Regions from separate parts of the Mus musculus genome. Here region 2 is linked to region 1. The links are chromatin contacts, called in public promoter capture Hi-C maps. All regions are on one chromosome and are shown on one strand. The core of a region is the stretch at or near the end of the contact, and the rest is flanking DNA. Distances in the headings are between cores, read along the strand shown. Region 1 holds the start of Ctu2 (cytosolic thiouridylase subunit 2). Region 2 holds the start of Nup133 (nucleoporin 133).

Region 1 (2,718 bases), core at 83-2,582:
TTCACAGAACACACCGTAAAACACCCACTTGTGCGTGCATACAAAAAAATGGGTCCTGATCCAAGGCTTCCTGCTAGAATATCACAGGAGCATTAGGCTGAGCAGGAGCTAGCTGTGCTCTTCCAAGACAACCTAGCAGAGCTCTCCAGAGGGATCCAGTCTTCGGTTCAGCCTGACACAGGGGGCAGGGAAAGTCAAGGCAGCCCTGGATGGAGACAAGGTCTCTGCCACCTCCCTGTATGACTCGCAGGCACACGCCTACCCAAGCGGCTCCAGTTCCCTCTGCATTAGAGCCTCCAAAATCAGCTGCCTCTGTTTGCAAAATGCCTCCCACCAATCTGGGTGCACCTTGTCCTGCCCCAAGCAGAGGGGCTGTCTGCTGACAAGTCCTCCTCCTGCCCGTTCTCTATCGGCTAATCTCAAGAGCTGTACTGTGGGGAGGTCATGGAGCAGACGTTCTATCTTGGCTCCCTCCCAACCAGGCTGGGGTTGTGAAGGCCCTGAGCACCGCTCCCTCCCGCGCAGAGTCACATCCTCAAGTTTCTGCTCCTGAAACACGGGAGGAGGAGCCGCTAGATTGGGGGTGGGGGGTGTCTTGGCTCAGCTGGGCACCTAACGAAGTGCTTGATGTCTGGGTCCCTTTAGGCCCCGCTACCTGGAAGCTTCCTGTTCAGAATAGGCCAAGTCCTTCAAAACAAAACACCAGGCTCCAAACGCGTCCCTCTCCTAACTTTAGGGAAACTCATTTCCTTGACAGTCAACACGAGTAGACATGGGGTGGAACAGAGTGGGTTGCAGAAGCCACAAGTCGTTTATTTACAACGGCCCGCTCACCCGATCTCTGCAAGCCCGGACCCCCGCGCTCGGCGCAGCGGCCGCGTCCACCGCCCTCGAAGCAGCCGGCGGCCGTTGGCAACGCGCGGGGCCGGGGCGGGTGCAGGGCGCGCGCGCGGCCGGCGGGCAGGGGCTGCTTTCCCCACGTCTCCTTTCGGCCGCCAGCCACGACCCCGGCCCGGACCCCCCTCCCGCGGGCTCCCGGCGCGCGCTCTCACGTGTGGCCGCAGCTGCCGATGGCCACTGGCCGATGGTACACCTCCAGGCAGATGGGACAGCTGAACTGCGCCTCCAGGCCGCTGTCGCCGCCCGCGGGCCCAGCCGGCGGCTGCCGCTGCTGCGCCGAGGCCACCAGGCTGCGGAACATCGCCATCCCCGGGGCAGGCCGCCGCCGCCGCCCCCTATCCAGGCCGGCAGACCCGGCGTCACTGCCGCGACGGCGCCGCGCTGGCGTCACCGCCCAGGCCCCACCTCCCCGGGTTGCGTCACGACAGCGCCCGCTCGGCGGTGACGGCATCTCAGCGCGCCGGCATCTCAGCGCGCCGGCTCCTCACGCCACTCCGCAGTCGGGACCCACCCCTCCATGTGTCAGGCCGGTGAGGATTACGCGGGGCCGGCGCGGCGGGAGCCTCCGCCCGTGCCGCGGCCAAGGTAAGAACCTTCTACCACCAGGCCGGGGACAGTCCCCTTCGGTTCCCCACCAACCGGAATTCCGGGACTGCTGTGAGTCGGCGGCTAGAACTAAACCTAGGCCCTGGCGCGTGAGCCTGGCGCTTCCTCCGCCAGCTCGGGCCGGGAAGCGCGACCCTGACTCCCCCAAGCCCGCCATGGTGCGAGAATTCTGCCACATATGTTCTTGTTCTCTCAAAGCCGGGAGCAGAAATGTGTGAAGTGCGCAGAAGGCCTGCCGGTGGTGGTGATACGAGCGGGAGATGCCTTCTGCAGGTGAGATCTGGGCAGCCGTCCCCACCCCACCCCACCCCCACCCCCGCACGCCCCTTTTCCAGGCTTGCTTGTTTTCTTGTAAAGGCGCGGTAACTTGTAAGTGCTTAGCCCTAACCGTAAATAGTGGTGGGAACCACTGGTGACGACCCTTGTCATCTAAACTAGGCACACCCGTCAATTCAACACTTCAGAGTCCATGACAGGAGAATTACCTCCGATCTGAGGCCAGCTTGGGCTGCAGAGATGACCCTGTCAAACAAAATCCCACAGTCTCCTGCGCAGGTGCAGCCAGCCTCCCTTTGCTTCTGTGTTACAGGGTTTGTTTCAAGGCATTCTACGTTCACAAATTCAGAGCCATGCTTGGGAAGAACCGGGTCATCTTTCCTGGGGAGAAGGTACGATGTGTGGTGCCTGGGCGCTCGGCTGTCAGCCCTGCTGTCTTCCGTTTATGTTCGTTTCTTCAGCTGGCCTACTGTCCCTGGACATTGAGGGTAGACTTGGTGTCTGGGGCTGTCCAAGAAGTGGACAAGACATGCTCATATTGCGGATGCATGCCTCCGTGCTGATGCTGCCCTTCCCACCCCCAGGTGCTCCTGTCCTGGTCTGGGGGCCCTTCGTCCAGCTCCATGGTCTGGCAAGTGCTTGAGGTACATCTACACCATCTTCTGGGCGTAAGCTTCTGGATTGAATTAGCAGGGGCCTCCTTCCTCAGCCTATACTATGGAAGTTTTTGGTTAACACTAGACAGTACCCCACCCCACCCCAACTGGGACACCTTTAGGATGTCCCATATATATTCAGCAGGTGTGCAGTCCAGACACATGCCCTACACAGGGTCCCAGGCTACATCCCTATTGAGCTTTATTTGTTAGGACACAGTTTCAAAGATTGGCCAATCATGACAAAGAGCAGAGAGAAGCATTTGCCAAAAACAACGGG
Region 2 (2,718 bases), core at 110-2,609, 1.5 Mb after region 1:
CATATATGCATCTTACTATCTTTTTAACCCATCATATATACATATATGTGTGTGTGTGTATATATGTGTATATATATATATATGATTGTATGATAGATAGATAGATATCGAAAAGCAAGTGCTCTTATCCCCAGAGCCATCTTTCCATCCCAGAAATTCACTTTTGAAAGATGAACAGAAGAAATTCTTCTAGAAAAAGGTAACCCAATTCTGAATTTTCGTGTTAATTACATTGAGGAGGGTAACAATTCTACTATACATGTGGACTTGGCAGCACACCAGCATCTTTAGTGAAGCACGCTCTCTCTCTCTCTCTCTCACACACACACACACACACACACACACACACAAAGTGCTTTTATGTAACCTAGTCACAACCATCACATTTTGTGGCCCAAGTCCTTTAACTGCCAATCAGTATGTAGTAATAAGCATTTGCTAGGCACTGAGAAAACATTTTTGCCAGGTTTGTAGGCTCTTACCATGACTCAGATAGGTGTACTGAATCCTGAGATGCTGAGATCCTGACTTAAAGCTGGAAGTGTTAAACAAAATGATGGTAGCCAGACAAGCTACTGCATGCTTGAAATAGAAGAATCTTAAAAGTGGATTGAGCAAAGTCAGCCTAGGGTACGTAGCATGGGCTGTCCCAAAGTGGACAGGACTGAGTTCCAGGCTGCATTCCTACACTATATCACAAAAAGACTACACCAGACCAAATGTTACTCGTGTCAAACGCCACAGAGTCAAACCACAACTTTAAACAAACAGCAGCCCGACACTGACCTGTGTCAACATAATAAAGAAATGACTTTTTAATCTTTACAATAATCTGAAGTATGTTCCTACCTTGCAAGCGTAGTGCTCAAAAGGTTCTTTCATTCTTTTCTGTAGCGCGGAGACAGAGTGAATCCATGGGTCCAATAAAGAGTTAAACAGAGAACGGGCAAAACGAGGGCCACCATTAAGCAGCGACAATAAAACGCGAGAATGACCAGAAGTACTTTCGAACTCTGCGGCAGCTTACCCCACTGCCAGGCTCCACCTCCCCGCTGTGGAGCGGACCCCGCTGGTCCCCGAACCCCCACTTACCGTGAGCTCACCGAGCTGCGCCGGCCTGCGGGCGAGAACAGCACGGGCGAGTTAACCGCAGATCCCAGAGACAGACCCCTCCTGCTCGCTCTAGGCGTGGACGTGGGCCCGATCCCGACTAGCGGACCGCGTCGGGTCCCCGGCCCTGGGGTTCGCGGAGAGGAGACGCTCGGAAACATGTTTGCAGAGAGCGTGGAGGAAGCGGCACTCGCGGGCTAATAGCGAGAACCTCGCGCGCCCGGAGCTTGAACACCTGAGGGGCGGGAAGGCGCCTAGAGATGACGTAAGGGGGCGCTCAGCGAGTAGGGAGGGGAAGGCGCATGGCAATGACGTCAAAGATCGGCGCCGAGACTCGGGGCAAGGTCGGAACTGGGAGCGCTTTGTTGACGTCACATCCAGTACCGGGGAGGGGCGGGGCAGGCGATTTGGAGTCCTGCGACCCGATTCACCGCGGTGGATCCAGTGCTCCGGACCGAGAGCTTGCCAGAAGCGCCGGTCTCCGGCTGGAGCTGACCCTCCGCGGCGAGCGTGGGCTGGGGAAGGAGGCGCCCGTGGGCGGAGCTGAGGAAGTCGCGCTCTGGGCGGCGGTGGTGTGCTCACAGTTTTTCCCAACCTAATTCAGATCGGTTCAGGCTTGTTCTTCGTTCGATTGTCTGGGCTCTGCAGCGGGTTGCAGCTTTTTGCTTTCCAGGCACAGCTTGCATTTTGATGGGTCTGTCCTACTGCCGGAGATTCGGAAATGACAGTGCCCCCAGTCCCCGGGCATGTTCACTCTCATCGCTGCCCCTGAAGTTCCAGACCCTAGTAGAAGCCGATAGCAGGCGTGCACACAGTTCTGTTAGTCCTCTGCGGCTGTTTCGGAAGACCGTAGTGTGTGTATGGGGGTGTCTTTTCCATTCTGCTCCCCACATTACTAAACAGTGAACTGAGATTAGCCCGAGGCTGTACTAGAGTTTGTAAATATTCAGGGCTGATAACTGCCCAGGGACCCTTGCTGAACTTGTGAGGTCCCTTGTTACTTCGGGTGGCCTTTCCTTTTCGGTTTTTTCATTGTGTCCCACTTAGACAACATTGTAGCCAGACTTTTGACCACTTTATGGGTTCCTATTTCTACCACTTGTCTCCCTCTCAACCCCCCAACACTAGGTAGGAGAAAGAAGGCTAGAGGAAAAGGGGGCTTCGATATCCGTAGACTACTTCCTGCTGATAGAGGCATCGAGTTCCTTGGGGCAGTTTTGATCTTTTAAGAGCTCAGAAAGCCAGAAGGAGGGCATTGGACTCTGAAGTTAGTTACAGGGGGGTTGTGCGCCACCTAGCATGGGTGCTGGGAATTGAACTCGGAAAAAAAAAGAAAAGCATTTAGAAGTAGCTACTTGAGCCAGGTGTGGCTGCACACACCTATAATCTCTGTAGGACCAGAAGTTGTTCAAAGCCACCCTGGGCTACATGAGACACTGTCTCAAATGCCAACAAACAAACCCAATTACCTGAGAGACCATTATGGACACAAGGTTGTTAGGCATATCAGAAGTAAATACAGTGGGAGGGGGTAGGGGGAGAGAGAACATGGAAGGGAGGAGTCATCTCTGCCCTAAGGATGAGAGAAAGCAGCTTTCCAGTCCACAG

Evidence for each region. Promoter capture Hi-C pulls out the DNA fragments that hold promoters and counts their contacts.
Region 2: a contact with region 1 is called in a promoter capture Hi-C map of liver, with 7 times the contacts expected there. The contact joins the promoter of Nup133 here to the promoter of Ctu2 in region 1. A contact is called at or near these places in 3 of 39 promoter capture datasets (the C10 cell line and liver) and 1 of 484 Hi-C or Micro-C datasets (CD4 T cells).

Annotation. Positions count from the first base shown.
Region 1 is chr8:122,474,811-122,477,528 of GRCm38.p6, forward strand. Ctu2 (cytosolic thiouridylase subunit 2) reads left to right here and starts at 1,333. Exons shown (of 15, transcript NM_153775.2): 1 at 1,333-1,485; 2 at 1,705-1,779; 3 at 2,096-2,174; 4 at 2,367-2,426. The coding sequence starts at 1,418. It overlaps Rnf166 (ring finger protein 166), which reads right to left and starts at 1,264. Exons shown (of 6, transcript NM_001033142.3): 1 at 1,053-1,264. The coding sequence starts at 1,207.
Region 2 is chr8:123,947,906-123,950,623 of GRCm38.p6, forward strand. Nup133 (nucleoporin 133) reads right to left here and starts at 1,360. Exons shown (of 26, transcript NM_172288.2): 1 at 1,093-1,360. The coding sequence starts at 1,271.